Linked DNA regions of Mus musculus: region 2 is linked to region 1. Evidence: chromatin contacts called from public HiChIP or PLAC-seq data. All regions are on one chromosome and are shown on one strand. Each heading gives the region's core, a stretch centred on a gene start, on an enhancer-like site or on the middle of the called end of the contact. The rest is flanking DNA. Distances are from core to core; before and after follow the strand shown. Region 1 overlaps App (amyloid beta (A4) precursor protein). Region 2 overlaps App (amyloid beta (A4) precursor protein).

Evidence for each region. HiChIP or PLAC-seq counts read pairs in DNA pulled down with a chosen protein or histone mark.
Region 2: an H3K27ac HiChIP or PLAC-seq map of microglia shows a contact between it and region 1, with 4 times the contacts expected there. The contact joins two enhancer-like sites. A contact is called at or near these places in 1 of 39 promoter capture datasets (the SN4741 cell line), 4 of 484 Hi-C or Micro-C datasets (bone marrow-derived macrophages, embryonic fibroblasts, epidermal suprabasal cells and 1 more) and 4 of 115 datasets of contacts at active chromatin or transcription factors (cardiomyocytes, embryonic basal ganglia, embryonic hindbrain and 1 more).

What each region holds. Positions count from the first base shown.
Region 1 is chr16:84,999,141-85,001,840 of GRCm38.p6, forward strand. All of the region lies in intron 13 of App (amyloid beta (A4) precursor protein), which reads right to left. Among named protein-coding and RNA genes, the nearest start is that of Gm10791, 28 kb to the left of the region's middle. Within about 2 kb of position 1,406, at least 29 of the 459 cell types and tissues checked have an H3K27ac peak or open chromatin away from gene starts, as enhancers often do. A contact at or near this core is called in liver and microglia, where this site is marked.
Region 2 is chr16:85,147,462-85,150,193 of GRCm38.p6, forward strand. The region is part of intron 1 of App (amyloid beta (A4) precursor protein); the gene reads right to left. Among named protein-coding and RNA genes, the nearest start is that of App, 25 kb to the right of the region's middle. Within about 2 kb of position 1,435, at least 156 of the 459 cell types and tissues checked have an H3K27ac peak or open chromatin away from gene starts, as enhancers often do. A contact at or near this core is called in liver and microglia, where this site is marked.

The DNA.
Region 1 (2,700 bases), core at 156-2,655:
TAGCGGTGTATGTACATGGATAGACATTTTTTTTAAAGACAGTGTTTCATGCCTAGCTGTACTAAGTAGCCAAGGTCTTAGATTTGTCTGTCTTCATCACCTGTGTGCTGAGATTGCAGGTATTACACCATCATACCACGTTTTGTGCAATGTGGGAGGAGGAAACCTAGGCTTCATACAGGCTATGAAGCACTCTCCTATGTAAGTAAGTAAGTCACACCCAGCCTTCCTACATCTTATTTTTTGAAAGTCATATAAAAGTATAATAATGTGTATATATGTGCATATATATGTATATATACATATGCATTATATACATGTGTGTATATATATATGCATATATATAATGTAAAATGTATATACCTAAATCATCAAAGATTATTTTCAGATAATAATAATGTCTGAAAACTGTCACTCATCTACCTCAGTGGCAACACTAAACTTTCTTTGTATTAGGCAACAGATATTTACTATTAGAAAACTACACTTAAAACTATACTAGCAACTACTACATTTCACAAATAGAAACTCTGGAGAACTGTTTATTGGTATCTTTGACAACTTCTAGCAATAAGCACTTCATTTGGCTAGAGTTCCTAGGGAAGTTTTATTGTAACAAAGAAAGATGACACAATGATTCATTTTCATGCCACAGGATGCCTATATCACAGGACAAGTATGTGTAGCAACCTTCCTTTATAGAGAAGATATTGGCTATCATCTGAGAACTCTCAGTTGCTTCCTAAGACTCAGTAATTATGAAATGAAGGTTGCTATATTTAAAGCTAACAATTAACTTTGAATTTTAAATCACAGACTTTCATTAGGAAACATGTATGGGGCCCGAGAGAAGCTTCGGTGGTCCTGAGTACTCAGTGATCTTGAAGAGGACCAGAGCTCAGTTCTCAACATACATTTGGCAGTTCACAACCCTCCATCACCTCAGTTCCAAAGGATTCGGCACTCTTCTGGCCTCCTCAGGCATCAGGCATACATGTGATAGACACACACACACACACACACATAGGCAAACAGTCACACACATTAAAAAAACAAACCAAACAAAGAGGCCTCCACACCCACTATTTCAGAATGTGAAACTTGGTTTGCTTTCACTGTTTCCTAAATAAAAACATTATAGAATGCAAGTAAGCATGATCCTATCAACGTGCTACACTCTCGTTTACACTCTTAACTTTGCACTACTGTACTTGGAAGCTCCTTCTTAATGAGGCAAGGCTGCAAGAGGAACCCAGGCACCTGCAAAACTTCCGCTTATGGTTACAACCTCGGAAAGAGGAGACACAGCTGGTGTGCCAGGGCTAGAAGGGCTCAGGCTAGTGTTTGTACCAGAATGAAATTCTACCCAGCTTGCTTCCCTTGTTTAGGCCAAAGATGTGTCTGGTTTCACAACTGGCCTACTTACGCAGCCGTACAGAGTTCAGTGTAATAGGGGACATTGCAGACTTAGGGACACAGCCTTGTCTCAGGACGGGAAGACACATCTAAATGCTACACAGACCAAAAGCAAAGGCAGAGATAGGGTAATTTCATAGAGGCCAGGTGCTTTTTTTCAAGCAAAAGATGTAGCTAACACCTTTATGAACAAATGCCAGTCAGCAACAACGAGTTCAGTGCACCAAATGGCTAGTAAATTCTTTGTCTTTGCTAATACATCATCTATCAGCAGTGGCTGAAATGAACTGGACTCTACCCACTAACAAAGGCATTGCAAATACTACTTGTTTATTTGTTTGCTTGTTTTTAATCCCTTGTCTTTTGGAGATAGGATTTCCTGGTAGAGTCAAGGCCAGCCATGAACTCAAGTTGCTCCTCTTTCAGTCTCCCAAGTGATAAGGTTTTTGGTGTATACTAACATACCCTGAATGAATAGTGTCTTGACACATATCAAAATACTGTTTCTCTGGACAGCGCTCATAATAGAATAGGTTAATTGGTTGTGTTGGCATTTCGTCTAGGCCCCACCCCACAGTTCCCTGGTAATGGCCATGTGTGCCTGATTCACTATGAAAGGGACTGCTTGTCCCCTCCTCACTTTCTTCTCTTCTCCTCTTGCTCTTGTTCCCTTACCCTCTTACCCCTCTCTCCCCATTCCTCTTGCCCCTCTCCCCCCACCTCTCCATGTGCTCATGGCCTGCCTTCCCTCCACTCCCCTCCCCTCCGCTCCCCTCCCCTCCCCTCTCCTCCCTCCCCCATTTCTCTGCCTTTCTCTGTCTCAACTCCCCTCCCCATGCCCTAAATAAACTCTATTCTTTTTTTTTAATTAGGTATTTTCTTCATTTACATTTCCAATGCTATCCCAAAAGTCCCCCATACCCTCCCCCCTCCCATTTCTTGGCCCTGGCGTTCCCCTGTACTGAGGCACATAAAGTTATTCTATACTATACCTTTCTGTGGCTGGTACCTCAGGGGGAAGGGATGCCTCAGCATGGGCCCACAGAGCCACCCCCTTCCACAGACACCATACTGTGCCTCCACCAAACTCTCTCTCTCTCTCTCTTTCTCTCTCTCTCTCTCTCTCTCTCTCTCTCTCTCTCTCTTTCTCTCTCTCTCATAAAACACAACAGGTTGACCCATGAATTAAGAATATTAAGTCTTGTGTGTGTGTATGTGTGTGTGTGTGTGTGTGTGTGTGTGTGTGTGAGTGCACTCACGTGTGTTCTTGTGTGTGCATGGCTG
Region 2 (2,732 bases), core at 185-2,684, 150 kb after region 1:
GCCATGACGATGTGCTTCTAAAATTCAGTATTTACAGCTTGGAGTTTTTAAAAAGGGCCTACATAGCAACAACATAAACCTCTCTGGTCACCATCCCAGAGATACAAAAGATAGGAGTCCTATTTCTGTCCCTTCCCTTAGTGGATCTGAGTCACAGCTACCCCAGTGACCTTCCTGATGACAGCAGATACATGTTTGTCCCATAAACAGATGGCTTCCTAGTAAACTCGGGCGACCCCTAAGCTGCAGTTATCTGATAAGTACTTCTGTGCATCTAAGGGATAGTTTTAAAATTAGTAACAAAATGTATGTTGGTATCTAGTGGCCTGTTTTCCTAATTCTATTGGTCTAATTTTTATGTGAGAGTTTTTTGTTTGTTTGTTTGTTTGTGTTTGTTTGTTGCAGGTTTTAAAACAGTCTCAGGTAGCTAGCCCAGGGTTCTCTGGAATTTTGTACCTAGCAGAGGATGACCTGGAACTCCTGATTTTGACTTTCCAGGTACTGGGGTGACAGGTGTGCCCACTGTGCCTGGGCTGCTTGAAGCTTTTTTAATTTAAGTTTCTAAAAATCTTTTTTAGGAACATGGCAGTCATATAAGTAAGTTTGCAACCGCAGTCCTTGGTCTTGGGTTTGCATCAGAAACAACAATAGGTCTTGGCCCACACCCAGACTAGGAAAACTAATCTTTTCATACCATGGGCAGTCTCACAAATTATCTGGTTCTGCAATCACATTTAGAAAAACAAGCAAACAAACAAAAGCCTCAGTATGCATTTCATGAGGAATCTCTCAATAAAAAGATATTTCAGTCTTGGGATAGCTCTCACTGGTACAGTACTTTTTACTTAGTACACAAGGCTCTGGTCTGAGCCCCAGCTCAGGAGAAAAAAAAAAAGTTCAAGCAAAAGGAGTTATAAGCACTGTGAGGATCATGTTGAATAGGGTACCAAATGAAATAGTAGCCACATCGTTTATAAACTCCATCTCTATTTTTGATGATTTTATTTTGAGGGTTCTTGAGACACCGTTTCATGTCACCTGGCCTGGCCTGGAACATCTGTAGCTGAGTCTGTTTTGAACTCTGGATCCTTCTGCAGCCTCTTCCCAAGGCTTCCCAATCGGGAATCGGGGCACCACCACAGTCCCAAAGATGCTACTTTGGTTTTATAAAAAACACACTTTGCAAAAAGAAGATAAGAGGAGAGAAGTTCCCCTTACCATGGAGGAACTGAAAGTAACACTCACTTCACAGAATTCCCCCAGATAAACTGAGTGACAGCCAGTCATCTAACTGGTCCAGGCAAGCCCTCTAACCGGTCCAGAAGAGTTGGCTCCAGTCATTTGAGTTACATCAGCAGCTGTGGAATGTTCCCTGAGATCAACAGACACTGACCAGAGTCTGGTCCAGGCCAGAGCTTCCATCCCACGGTGAGTGAGTCAACTATTAGCCAGCGAGAGCTAGCCATCTTCCAGCAGGCCCAGCAAGGCCATGGCCTGCCTATACACATAGACTGTGCAAACCTCTGAGCCAAACATGCAGCAACTATAGTCGAGGGAGCTTTGTCTTGGGAACAGAGAGGCAGTTTCCTTCTTGTAAAAGGCAAAGCCTGGTCTCCGGATGTGGGGAGAAGAACTGTTGGCCTGGGTCCATGTAAGGCTCAAAGTCCACCGCTTCTACACTAGGCTCTGACAAAACAGATGGAGTCAAGAGAAAAGAATTCAGATTTAGACAGACAACAGAGCTACAGAATCTGGATTAGAATTAGTAGAGTATAAGTGGTGGTCCAGGTGGGAAATCTATTACTCAATGATAGCTAATCAGCAAGGTTAAAAGGTTGGTTGGTTGGTTTTATGTAGGGTACGGATGTCAACTCCTAGACTTCCCATTAAACTCTACAATCTATTTTGATGGCAACCAGTACTGCATACATCATGCCTAGGATCTAATAAACACATAATACAAAGACATGGAACTCTGATGGGACAGAAAAGCAGCAGAGTGTTACTAAAACGGGGAGAAAGTATCTGTCATCAGCCGTTACATGGTGGCTATGGTGTCCATTCATATGGTGTCACATAGTCATTATGTGAGCTTTGGGGGTTTGTATGTTGCTACAAAGCAACCTTGATGGTGATTTGTTTCTTTTACTGTGGGATAAACACTGATCCTGAAGACAGAGGGTTAAGGACATTCCATGGTGTCCCTCAGAAACACAGCTGCATGCATCAACAGAGAGCCACTGAGAACATCTGGCAGAGGAAGGGGAGAGGAGCCAGTCATGAGCACTGGCTTACAGCAGCATCAGTAATGACAAATGCTTACTGAAGCCTACACGATATTCTTACTGTAACCCTCCAGGTTAGGGACTTCACTTCTCTTTACAAATGAAGTGCAAGGTGGGTTTGTGAAAAAGAAGTAGCAAATAAAAGTTATCTTATCCAACATGCACGAGATAATGTTTTGATATATATATATATATATATATATATATATATATATATATATACACACACATATATATACATACATATATATATACACATATATATAATTTTAAGTAATTAAATAACAATTAACTAATGAAGTTACCTATCACCACACATACTGTTCTATATGTGTGTGAACACTTAAAACCTATTTCAAGAATATAACACTTATTATTAACTACAGTGACAATATCTATACTCCAGCTCTCTATGATGTACCCATGTCTAACTGCGAATTCCTACCC